Linked DNA regions of Mus musculus: regions 2 and 3 are each linked to region 1. A link is a contact called in public HiCAR-type and Micro-C data. All regions are on one chromosome and are shown on one strand. Each heading gives the region's core, a stretch centred on a gene start, on an enhancer-like site or on the middle of the called end of the contact. The rest is flanking DNA. Distances are from core to core; before and after follow the strand shown.

Region 1 (4,138 bases), core at 591-3,090:
CTGAAGCAGCAGTCACCCTGACCCCCAGCTTCTCATTTCCCTCGCTGGAGGGCAGCTGGCACCCAGAGAAGCTGAACAGCTGCGGAAAGACAACCTGCGCGCTCATTTCTATACCCCTCCCCCAGGTGTGTCACACGTAGGCGCAGAAGAGGCTGAGAGCGGGCCTCGCTTCGGAGGCCCAGGGTTGCAGTCGCCGCGGGCGGTGGGTGATGAAACCTCCCAGGCGCATTACTGCAGAATGCGCGGGCGAGCGGGAAGTCGGGCAAGGACGGGGGTTGAGAGTTGGTACCCAGGCTCACCTGTTCTCCAAGACTAGGGTGGGGACTGCGGGGGAGGGGCAAGGAGTGCCAATACCGGACGAGTGCCATGTGGCGCTAGGTGGCAACGCTCGCCTCTCCACCCTCCCCCAATCAAGCTGGCCCCCCGAATTACTCCTTCGGGTTTATGAGGCCAAGAGCAGCAGTTCCTGTCCCGGGCCCAGCGCGAGGGAGACGTGAGCGTGCACACGTACACACACAGCAGGGAGGAAAGACGCTCCCGGCAGCGCCCAACTTTCTCCCCGCTTCCTCCAGCAGCGGAGATTGCAGCTGAAGGCGATCTGATTCTCAGGGTGCTTAAGGAGGGGGCTCCAAGAAGAGGAGAAAAAAATAGAAGGTCCCAAGATTTGGGGGGTGGGGTGCTTTAATTTTACATCAGAGGACTGCAGAGTAGAACAAACAAACAAACAAACAAAACCCGTAAGTGGGCCGAGTGGCATTTGGAGAAAATTGAAGACTGTATTTGGAGACGCCTAAAGTTGCCTGTCAAGCTCTGGCCTCTTGGGCACGCGATGGTCTGTGGCCGCCTGACCCAAGGCTGCCTGGGCCTCCAGGCCACCAGCCAGGAAATGATGCAAATGAATTTTCACCTGGTGAAATGAATTGTCACTTGGATCCCTGAAGCCCAGACAGGAATCCGTCTGGACTGGAGGAGGAGCGAGACGAGACGCCCCAGGTGTTATTGGACCCATCAAATTCAGGCAGAAAGTGGGTAAGTCAATCAGGCCAGCAGCTTCCACGCCTGTCCTCAAGCGCCTTTAAATAAAACAAAAACCAAAAAACCCAAAAAACAAAACAAGCGTCAGGACGCTTAGGAATTCCCACCAGAGTTCAATTTGCTCGCACCATCTCTGTGACCAGGTATCTGTCCTAATCTGTTCAGGTCTCCTGGCTGAGAATGTGACTGTGTTCCAAAGAGGAAACTTTCCCAGCTGGATATGAACCCTGGGGACTCTGTCCCTGTGAAGACCGACTTCTCCTGCCCCCCACCCCCCTTTTTTTAGTTTTTAGTTGCAAGTAGAGTTGGCATCCGCTTTAATTTTTCCCCCTCAGTCCATTCGGCCATTGCCCCGGAGCACACGCGCACGCGTCTCGCACACACACACACACACACACACACACACACACACACACACACACACACACCACGCAAACGCGTGCCATTGCCCCGGAGCACACGCGCACGCGTCTCGCACACACACACACACACACACACACACACACACACACACACACACACACACACACACACACACACACACACACACACACACACACACACCACGCAAACGCGTGGCCGCCGCCAGGTCTGCAACTTTGTGGGGCGATCGCGGAGGCGCTCCGCTTCCTCCCGTAGAAGTTGGCGCAGGCCCCGCCTCCCGCTGTGTTGTCAAACGGGCCGGGGTCTCCGATTGGTCCAGCCTCCGGGACAACACCTGCTCGACTCCTTCATTCAAGTGACACCAGAGCTTCCAGGGATATTTGAGGCACCATCCCTGCTATCGCCGGGCACTCGCGGCGCGGCTAACGGCCTGGTCACATGCTCTCCAGAGAGCTACGGGAGGGCGCTGGGTAACCTCTATCCGAGCCGCGGCGAGGAGGAGGGAAGGGGCCAGCGAGGAGGAAGAGTGGGAGGAGGGGGAAGCGGCGGAGGAGGAAGAGGAGGAGGAGGGGCGCACAAAGAATCCAGGTCTCCAGGCGGGAGGGTGATACCCAGAACCATGTGTGCGGAGCGGCTGGGCCAGTTTGTGACCCTGGCTTTGGTGTTTGCCACCTTGGACCCGGCGCAGGGGACGGACTCCACGAACCCTCCGGAAGGTCCCCAAGACAGGAGCTCGCAGCAGAAAGGCCGTCTGTCCCTGCAGAACACAGGTAAACGCGTGCGCCCTGCAGCCCAGAGCTGCCGGGGGAGAACAGGGTGCATGCTCGCGGCGCGCCGGGTGCCTTTAGCCCCAAGCCGGCGACCCGAGCTCACCCCGGGCGGCACAAACTCTCCGTGGCTCGGGACGTGCAGAGGGAAGAGCGAGGCGAAGCGAGGTCTGGCTCGGGCTGCGAGAGCCGGGGATCGGCACGTGCTAGCAGGGTGATGAAATGGCTGAGGCAAGACTTGTTGCTAGCCTTCCCCGGGGCTGAGGGGAACCGAGGCTGTGCCTGACGCTGCTGCCAGCTCCAGCCAGAGTCCCGGGCCCGGAGCAGGGCGCACTTCGTCACGCCTGGCCCGTGCGAAGTACCAAGGGACCCCAGAGCTGGGCTCGCCCTGCACCCAGAACTTCGTTTCCAAGCCGGCCAGCCTGGCATGTACTGTCTCCGTTTTCTCCAAAGATGCCGGACAGCCCAGAACTTTGCTGGCCAGTTAGGAACTTTTCCTTTGGGGGAGGGGGTTCGCAAAGCGTACCTCTGCTGCTGCAGCCATGCTCCTAGCCAAGTCAGCACGGGAAGAACTGTTGACACGATCCGAATCGTGCGCGGCCCTGCTCACCAGCAAGCTGCAGTGCAAAAGCCTGACGTGTGGCACACGGGGCTGGCCTTCTTCCCAGCTCCCGGGAGAGAAAGAAACGTGTCTGCCGCTCGTCTCCTTACGCCCCCACCCCCGCAATTCCTCGGGGGCCGTGTGAAAGCGGCGGCCGTGGCGTGCGTGCGCTCCTTGCCTGAGCCGGAATGCACAAGTGCTGGTCAGGGTTCTCCAAGTGAGTGATCGCTGCCCTGCTCGCGACCACGCGTGGAGTCAGTTCAGCCTCTCACCCCCGCTTGTCTAGGCGCACAATCAAGGGTTCCTCGTCCGCCCTGCCTCCTCTCGGGTTTAGGCACCCCTTCACAAGCACAAGCTCGTTCTCATGCTAGATTTCATCTCATACAGATTTTTCGACTCGAGCCCCGCCCTTCTTCCAGAATACACTTTCCTCATTGTAATTTTGCGGTTGGTTTAAATCGTAGAACTGAGCGAACCGAGAGAGGCGTGAGACTGCTCTGCCGCAGCCTGACAGCTCCCTGTCTGTCCTTTCAGGCTGACGAATTAGGACATCTTGGAAGAGGGAGCAGGCTCGGGGCCTCTGGGATTCGAGGGGATTAAGTGATATCTCACACCGGATCCCTAATTAAAAGGAACCTCCAGAGAAAGGTGGCGGGTGGAAAGGCCAGCCCCCACCTGCCTCCTGCGTTCTGAAGCTGGTGCCAGCTGCAGCTTCCGTGGCCTAGCATTTTTAATGCGGGTGGTTTGGAGGCACGGCTTTAATAGGAATCTTGTTTTGATTTTTAGGTGTTGAATCATAAAGCTGAATTGAAGTTGCTTGGACGCTTTCATCTGGGTTCAGGAAGGAAATGGCCAGATCTTAACGGCAGTGGCTTCTGCAGCCTCAAGTAGAGAACGACATTTAATTCATAAAATGTGGTCATTTTCAAATCTTATTTTCCCTGTGGGTTTTAAAAGCTGAAGTGCTTTGGGCTCTTGAACAGTAGTCCCACAAGTACCTTCATTAAGTGGAAACGATAGAAGGAAGAAAAGAAAACGCTCAGACTAAATTCTGATTGTTATATTTGTTTATTTTGGCTAATTTTACAAATACACATACTTTTCATATGTATTAGAAAATAATGACATTTTCTTTCCACTCCTTAGATTCTGAAATTGGCTCCACTTTTCTCTCCTTTTTTTTTTCTCTAGCCCTTATTAACACTTAGCATGGCAGAAAACTTTGTATATAATTTTTCATTTTAGCGGAGATCCAGCACTGTTTGGTCAATGCCGGGGACGTGGGCTGTGGTGTGTTTGAGTGTTTCGAGAACAACTCTTGTGAAATCCAGGGTTTACATGGGATTTGCAT
Region 2 (4,138 bases), core at 863-3,362, 1.3 Mb after region 1:
TATTCTGATACCAATTTTTGTCTTAGGGTCTCTATTGTAGTGACAAATGACTGTGACCAGCGGGGCCTGGTGGTACATTCCTTTAGTTTCAGTTCTTGGAAGGCAGAAGAGTGTGGGTTCCAAGCCAGCCTGGCTTTTACCACTGCTAGTTTTTCAACAGAGTATGTCTATTTTTTTCTGGGCCATTGCCACTGTCTCTTAAGAAGTACTCCAGGCTCTGCCTCAGACTATTAGATACCACATGTTTTGATCACTACTTTTTTTGAGGGGGGGGTGGTGTCAGGATCTCTCTATGTAGCCCCTGGCTGTCCTGGAATTCTCTATGTAAAGCAAGCTGGCTTTGAACTCATGGAGATCTGTCTGCTTCTGTCTACAGAGTGTTGGGATTAAAAGTATGCATCAATATACCCAGCCAATTACTATTACGTTTATTGTTATTTTTCTCTTCAAGTGAATTAAAGATTCTTCATTATTTTAAGTAGTACAAACATCTCTGTTCAGTTCCATTTAAAATTTACTCTTTAAATAAATCTGTCTGTATTTTTGTACACCCTTTTATTTAATAAAAAAAGGCAGAGTGCTCTTTTATCTTTTTCAATTTATCTCAATTGTGCCTATATTTCATATTTCTTCCATGAAGCTTTTCCTTATTATTTCTGGAAGATGTTTTTGTCTTCTTATATATAATTTATTTCTCTACGAAATTCACCATCTCGATTTTTGCTCTCAACTTTGTTTCTGCTATGGTTTGACCATATTCCACAAAGTCCATATATTTAAAATTCAATTTTCTGATTTACATGTTAATGGTATTTGGAGATAAGGCTTCTGTGAGTTAGTCAGCATTAGATAAATCAATAAGTCAATGAGGTTGGGTCGACCATGACACTAATGGCTTTAAAAAGACACAGGAGTTAGCATTCTCGTTCTATCATGCTATGTGATGCCCTCTACCAGCATAGGATGTAGTTAAGCCCATCATCAGATGATGAGCGCAATGTTCTTGGTTTTCCTTGCCTCTAGAATCATCAACCAAACAACCAACCAACCAAACAAACAAACAAACAAAATTCTGCATAAATGATTAAAGGAATAGAAAGCAGACCAAGACATTTCAAGCCCCTCTAAGCCATGTTTTAATGTTTAGTAGTGTCCTTACTGTCTTAAAGAGAGAGCGAGAGAGAGACCTCCTCGAATTTGTTGACTCTGTTTTCTCAGAAAATATGAAGTGTATTCAATTTCTCTTCAACATTGTAGGCAACAGCTCACTACACTTAGGTGCTTATCTATAGCATTGCCTTTCCTACCAGGACAGCATCCTATTAAAACTCCACGTAGATAAAGAAACATCTTGAACACAGAAGAGTCAAAAGTATCAACCTTTCGTAGCTTCTTAGTCAAGTGGATTATAAAATCTGTTCTCAAAAGTTGGCTGCGGCCATAATCTGAAAATCAGAACGAATAAATTAGTTTATTCCAGGTAGTTTTAGAATAGCCACTGGCTTCTGTTTTTTACGGCCAAATTTATTGCATGGGCACAAGGCAGGTCACAGGAAGGCGCTTATTTCCCTACACATGACAGAGTGACCACACGCCACTGTATTTTTCTTAAACTTTGTAACACTGCACTTGGATAAATCAGAATCCTTTGGAATAATAGGGGAAACTGAAGTAGGAAACAGCGTTAGTCAAGTGCTGCAACAAGGAAAGAGATGGGCTACAGCAATCCTCTGGGACTGGCGCAAGTGAAAGTCCTGAGGAAAGCCCCTGAATTTTTTTCCACGTCATCTTTTCTGCTTTCAGCACAGACGCGCATGCCGCTGGCCTGGGTCACCATGGAACACCAACGCCATTCTGGGTGAGTTGCTGGGTCCGATAGGAGAAACGCAGACTTCCCTGGCACCGGTACTAAGGCCCTGCGGATGCATGGAATCCTGGGACTTGTAGTACACTAGAGGCGCTCGCCTCAGCAGCTGGTTTACAGAGGACTACGATTTCCAAGATGCATAGGGAACAGGCGGGCAAAGGGAGGTGAGGTTTCGGCCCTAGGAGGCGTCTGCGTTTCCGAACCGGCGCAATTTCGCCGCGTAACTCTTCCCTGCGCTGGCCCCGCCCCTGGAGCCAGGGAAGGAGGAAGAGCTGGTCCCCAGATCCCCGGTGACGAAACCTAACCCGGGAGCGCGGGGAGGGAGGGAGGGCAGGCAGAGGATTTCGCTGGCTGGTGCGAGATCCTGGACGCAAGGCCGGCAGCAGAGGTTAGAGGCGGAGAAAGCAGGGATGCTACGTGCGAGGCTGGTCCGGGTGGGAGTGCAGGAACTCGCTAGGACCGTAGAGCCTGAGCCAGGTGTACCTGGGGCTACCAACCCTCAGATCTGCAAAAGTGGGCGCCAGGTTGAGCATGGGGTGTCGCTGACACCCGGGCTCCACGGGAGACCCCGCCCCCCCTCCTGCCAACCTAAAGGCAAGATCCTAGAGCCCTTGGGTCTCATAGCTAGCTCAAATCTCCGTGGGGAGAGGAGCATGATTTTTTTTGACACTTTATTATTGTTGCTGTTATTTTATTATTTTTATTATTATTTTTCGATCGGGAGCATTTGTAGGTAGCCGGATTTCCTCCGATTCAGAGAAAAAAAAATTATGACACTTGCAATTGGAGTCTTTAATTAGGGGAGAGCTGTTAAGTATTTATTTGTTTTTATGATTTTCTCTGTGAAGAGAAGGCGCATAGAGGGTTTGGATTTTAAACACATATATGACAGCTAATTGGAACATCTAAAAGAATGACCATTGCATATTCACCCTGGCTTTATAGAGGAAACAGCAAGTGTTACTGCAAATTGGAGCAGCAACTACCGGCCAGAAGTGTTTAGGGAGTATTTCCTATAATTAAGGTGGATATGGAAGGAGAAATGTGGACAATCAAAAAAAAAAAAAACCAAAAATAAACAAACAAAAATCCCACAACTTGGTTTTAGTTTGGTAATTATTTTCTTGTGCTGGGTGACATGCAAAAATTCTTTCTCTTCCTCGTTCTCGCATCCTAGATATAGACTGTCAGTTTCGGATCCAAGGACGGTGATGGCAAAGCAGTAAACCGGAGTAACCGTCTGCCTGTCAGATCAGACCTGTCACAGAATAAATCCCACCGCCTGCTGCGAAGCCCCCCGCGCTCCTCAAACTTGGAGAACTGGTAATCCGTGTCTGGATATGCAGATCTCTGATTTTAAAGGCCGGGTGACCCCGGGGAGAACCTCTCCCGCCGCCCAAAGCCCGCAGGTGCAGTGAGGCGTGTGTGCGGGTACTGGTACCCTCGAGGCCCGCTTGACCCCGGGAGAAGGAGTCGGGGAGCCCAGCGGGGTCTTGCTGCTGTGCACCGGCGTCGGCGGCTCCTCTCCCGCAGCAGCAGATGATGGTGGCGGCCAGCGTGCTGGGCTGTGTCTGTGCGTCGCCGCGGAAATTGGCGCCCGGTGCTGTACCCTGAGCCCTTGCAGGTCCGTCGCAGCTCGAGCCTTGAAGAGGACAGAGTCGGCGCTCGGGGCACCCGGGGGTCGCGCGGTGTCGGCTTATCATGGCGGATCGGACAGCTCCCAGATGCCAGCTCCGGCTGGAGTGGGTGTACGGGTACCGGGGTCACCAGTGCCGCAACAACCTGTACTACACCGCCGGCAAGGAGGTGGTCTACTTTGTAGCTGGGGTAGGGGTGGTGTACAACACCCGAGAGCACAGCCAAAAATTCTTCCTGGGACACAACGACGACATTATCAGGTAAGGACCTCTGGGGTGGTGGGAAGGGATTGGATATGGAAGGGTGGGAATAACCGGGGTCATGTCCAAGAACCTTAGGGAATAAAGGATTTTCCTGGGAGCCGCTTAGAGAAGGGCTGCAGATGCTAGGGCCAGAGCGGGAATAGGGAGCGAGGTGTAGGTGGGAGGGAGAGGTCTGTCCTTTCAAAGGCTTTTAAATCTCTTCTGAGTTAAGTGTTGTGCTGCATTTTTTGTTCTTTCCTGCTACAAGTGGAAGGACTGGGTAACTACCAAACACTCCCCACTCTTCTCTAGCAAGGTAAATAGTAGGAGCAATAGATGAACTGTGGGTGGCATTTTTGGAGGGCTCCTCAGTAGGTTCTTCAACAAGCAA
Region 3 (4,138 bases), core at 486-2,985, 1.1 Mb after region 1:
TGGCAGCTCACAACTTTCTATAACTCTAATTCTAGGGGACCCAGCTCCCTCTTCTGGCCTCTGAAGGTACCAGGCTGACACATGGTGTACATACATACATGCAGGAAAAGCTATTTTAAAGTACAATTTTAGAAAAGATGGATGGCTCCTAAGGAAGACACCTAGGTTGACCCCTAGGGTGTGTGTGTGTGTGTGTGTGTGTGTGTGTGTGTGTGTGTGTGTGTGTGTGTGTATTTATATTTATATATATATGTATGGGTTTTATTTGTTTCTGTTTTTGTTTTTGTTTGTTTTGGAGACAGAGCCTTGTTGGGTAGCTTGCTGTCCTAGGACTTACTGTATAGCTCAGGTTGGCCTAGAACATGAACTAATCCAATTGTCACAGTCTTCCAAGGGCTGGGATTTGAGGCCTGAATCACTATGCCTGGCTCAAAGGTATTTTAAAAATAATTTTATTATCAAAATAGTAGATGAATGTTCTACGTAGTTTGGAAAATGAAGATGAACACAAGAGGATGCAGATGATCAGGTATCTCACAACCCAGAAGCAGGCACTGAGCATTAACATTTTGGTGTTTAATACCCTCCCCCCCCCCCCAGCATCTCACCAATCACCGTAAGGACCAGTCATCAGATCTTAAACTAGGTCACAGGGGCTTGACAGTCTGTGTAATCACATGATGCTGTCGTCCATCTCTACAAAAGCCTGGCAGCACAGCCGTGCTGGTTACATCCCATACATGAACACTGTCTGGTGCTCTATTCTTTTAAAGTTAAAGAAAGGTGGTAACGAAACAGAATCCAAACTGTATTCATGATAGATATTTCTCTCCAGTGGAAAATTACCAGACATGAAGTTCCCATTAAGTAATGTGTGCTTTCTGTTTTGTTTTGAAAGGAATTCCCACCAGAGTTGATTGGTTCCCTTGAGAGGCATCTCCAGATGGGTTGGACAACATCTGATTTTACTTTCTGTCCTCAGATTTGAGAGTCATTGAAGCGACTATCCCATAATGTGTTGCTAACAGAATGGATGTGGCTATACAGTCTGGATTTTATTGTAATACATTTTACTGCATTGAACTTAGTTGTAACTGTTGAAAGTGTCGATTAGATCTTGGTTTTCTTAGGGTCTTTGAATTACTTGACTTGGGAAGATAATTGTAGATCTCATTTTAGTAAGAAAAGAACAATAGATATACTTGATAGCTAGGCCAGCTTGGTGATCCCTAGGACATCAGATAGAAGAAGGCAGGGGACTTTGTTGCCTTGGTCTTGTGGCTGGCCCCTTTCTGACAAACTGGAATTAATTTCCAGGGAAAGAAAGCAGAAACCCTTTTAGCAGAAAACCAAAGAGTGTCGTTTCTAGCCATTTCTGTTGGCACTTTGGGTTTGTTGTTAGTCATGTTTGGGGTGGTGGGCCTCCAGAAAAATGGCAAATGTTGTTATTCTTCTTGACTTAAACAGGAAGTGTTTTAAATGGCGGTGACAATTCCTCTCCCAGTTTTATGGGGACTGGGCTGGTGGTGGCATTGGACAGCACTGGGTAGATTTCTTTCACACAGATGCAGGATTCAGAAGCTTCCAACCTGACTGGAACCTTCTTAGCAAATGGCAGAAACCCATTAAGAGAAACCCTTGATGGCTTTTGTATCTGTCCTTCTGGACTGGGTAGAGACCTCAGCCTGACCTTTAGGCAGCTACAAATGTTAAGTCTTGACATTGAGGTGGCAGCCAGCCCAAGCATTGCCAAAGGGTCCCAGTGGCCCAGGCTGGATGAGAGCAGGGAGCTGGAATGTGGCCTTGGCTGGAGTTCTGAGTGCATGAGAGCACCTGCCACTATTTTGAGAAGCATGTGGTGTCCAGAGAGAGGTATCAGTCAGGTGGCATCTCAGAAAGGGGTCTGGTCCGTCTCACAGCACTTGACAGCTCTATGCTGTCAGCTGTCCACAGATTCCCAGTTTATCTTTGGGGTGGAGCTGAAAAAAAGACCTTAATCCAGAGCAAAGACATTTATGTGTCATTTGGGAAGGAAAGATCCCAGAACATGAAATCTACCAGTATGAGGTTAACCATTCTGGTTTGTTTCTGAAGAGAAGTTTTTAAAGGTTTTGTGGTCAGTTTGTTTGCTTGTTTTAAGATCAAAATCCATTGCTAAAGGAATTCTTGACTTTCCTGGACAATCAGCTAATTTCTCACTTATATTTTGTTCCTGACAGTTTGAACATTAGCATTCAGAGGAGTTCTAAAAAACTTGCTTGGACCTTGAAAGGGAGAAGCATAACAAGAGATCGGGCCGATTTACATCTTATCTTGAAGAAAGTTCTTTATGTATATTAGTCATTATTTTGTATGTATTTTTCTGATGAATTACTAGTGTTTGTGTGTGTGCTCATATTAATGGTAGCATATATTATTGCTGGGCTGCCTCTTGCAGAAGCAAATGTGATTACATGAAATTGTGACTTGAATGGATCATGCTTCAGAATTGTTCCTCAATATTTTCTACTTCCACTAGACATTTAATGTAACACATGAATAGTTGGCCTCATGCTGGAATGTTTGGCAGCTGAGCAAAAGTCTCAAATGTGCTCAGAAGATATATTTTTTTTTTCCACAGAATGGAATGTTGCAACATGTAGTTAGCCATTTGGCTTTGTTTTTGAAGAGGACTTTATTTTTTCCCCAAATATTAACAATTAGGGATCAATGCTCAACTTTTACAAGATGTATTATTATGTTCAACTTTTCTTTCTTGGTAGTAGTAATGGAGCACGTTAAAAACTAGAATTATCTTCTAGACTACACCCAGTTAATAGTGTTTGTTACAAGGACAGGCAGGGTCCACCTGCCTAGGGCTAAGCAGCAGAGGTCCAATGTCTTTCTTTTGATATGGTCTTTCTTTTCCGTGTTTGCTCCTTCCTTATAGTTGGAGAGTCTTCAGTTTCTGTGAGCAAATGCAGAGTATTTCTTCTAACATCAAGCAACATTCTAGTATTTGTTGGGCGGGCAGTATGAGTTGTATATTTGGACTAAGCTGCATCCACACAGAGGGTGGCCTGAGTTTTTTTTCCTAGCAAGGCTTTGTTCAGAGTGAGTTGATAGGGATAAATGGCAGTGTGTGGTGAAATGTAGCAGTGCGTTACCCAGTGTGTCTTTAGCGATGAATGGGATGTGACTCCAGCAGGGCCGGAGAGAAGACATTGGAATGTGTTGGAGCACTGACAAAAAGATTGGGCACAAGCTGTGTGGCAGGCACTAATGCAACTTAGGCCTGCCTTAAAATAGCTGTAGGTTAACACATGGTCTTGAAAGTTATCGTTTGACTTGAGCAAAATTGTTTGTGTAAATGAACTACCAGGAAGTAGAGGTGATTGCCTTTCTCTATATTTTAGTGGTTTGCTTTATGTTGAGGTGGTCTTTAAGAGTATAAGTAGGCAAGTGAGGATTCTAATTTTTTCTCTTTTAAACATTGGTGAGCACTAAGACTTTTTTAAGCAGTAAGGCATCACATTCCCCACTCAGAACATCATTCTGATATTCATTTGGGGTTCAGTGTAAGTTCAGTCTCTTGGACTAAGCTGCCTCCATGCAAATGGTGGGATGCATGGTTTTCCTGGGCTCATTGGTAGTACCTTCCCATACATTTCACTTGTGGTTCTGCTCCCACACTTACCCACTTACTACAAATGCTGATTTATTTATGATTTAAATAAAAATCGGGGTTCTAGCACTTTAGATATTTAATAAAGGGCATTGGGTACCATGCTGTAGAGTCTTGCTTTTTTTTTTTTTTTTTTAGTTTTAATGACATATTCATTGATAATTTGTTTGCAGTACGTAGTACTGGCTAGTATTGTATTATCCTGGTTAGTTTCTTGTTAACTTGACCCAAGATAGTATAATTTGAGTAGTGAGAACTTCAATTAATGTAGGCCAGCCCATGAAGTATTTTTTGGGGGGTTAGTGATTGATGTGAAAGGGTCCAGCCCACTGTGTCTAGTGGTCCTGGGATATAAGAAAGCAAACACGTTCTATGTTATATTAATTTTGCAACTGTGTTCTTTCAGTTCTTTCCAGTAGAAAGTCATATTTTTAAAGCCAAACTAGTAAAAACAAGGTACCTTAGGGAGTTTTC

What was found. Hi-C and Micro-C count contacts between places; a contact is called where the count stands out from the background. HiCAR-type assays count read pairs that join an accessible place to other places.
Region 2: a contact with region 1 is called in a Micro-C map of embryonic stem cells, with 5 times the contacts expected there. The contact joins the promoter of Eml6 here to the promoter of Stc2 in region 1. A contact is called at or near these places in 1 of 484 Hi-C or Micro-C datasets (embryonic stem cells) and 1 of 115 datasets of contacts at active chromatin or transcription factors (astrocytes).
Region 3: a HiCAR-type map of astrocytes shows a contact between it and region 1, with 5 times the contacts expected there. The contact joins the enhancer-like site here to the promoter of Stc2 in region 1. A contact is called at or near these places in 7 of 39 promoter capture datasets (the HPC-7 cell line, the SN4741 cell line, embryonic stem cells and 3 more), 4 of 484 Hi-C or Micro-C datasets (the N1E-115 cell line and embryonic stem cells) and 3 of 115 datasets of contacts at active chromatin or transcription factors (astrocytes and embryonic stem cells).

Annotation. Positions count from the first base shown.
Region 1 is chr11:31,367,763-31,371,900 of GRCm38.p6, reverse strand. Stc2 (stanniocalcin 2) reads left to right here and starts at 1,840. Exons shown (of 4, transcript NM_011491.3): 1 at 1,840-2,189; 2 at 4,033-4,138. The coding sequence starts at 2,039.
Region 2 is chr11:30,024,007-30,028,144 of GRCm38.p6, reverse strand. It overlaps Eml6 (echinoderm microtubule associated protein like 6), which reads left to right and starts at 2,112. Exons shown (of 42, transcript NM_146016.2): 1 at 2,112-2,255; 2 at 3,045-3,765. The coding sequence starts at 3,569.
Region 3 is chr11:30,255,713-30,259,850 of GRCm38.p6, reverse strand. It overlaps a transcript of Sptbn1 not described here. Among named protein-coding and RNA genes, the nearest start is that of Gm8098, 9.7 kb to the left of the region's middle. Within about 2 kb of position 1,735, at least 30 of the 459 cell types and tissues checked have an H3K27ac peak or open chromatin away from gene starts, as enhancers often do. A contact at or near this core is called in astrocytes, where this site is marked.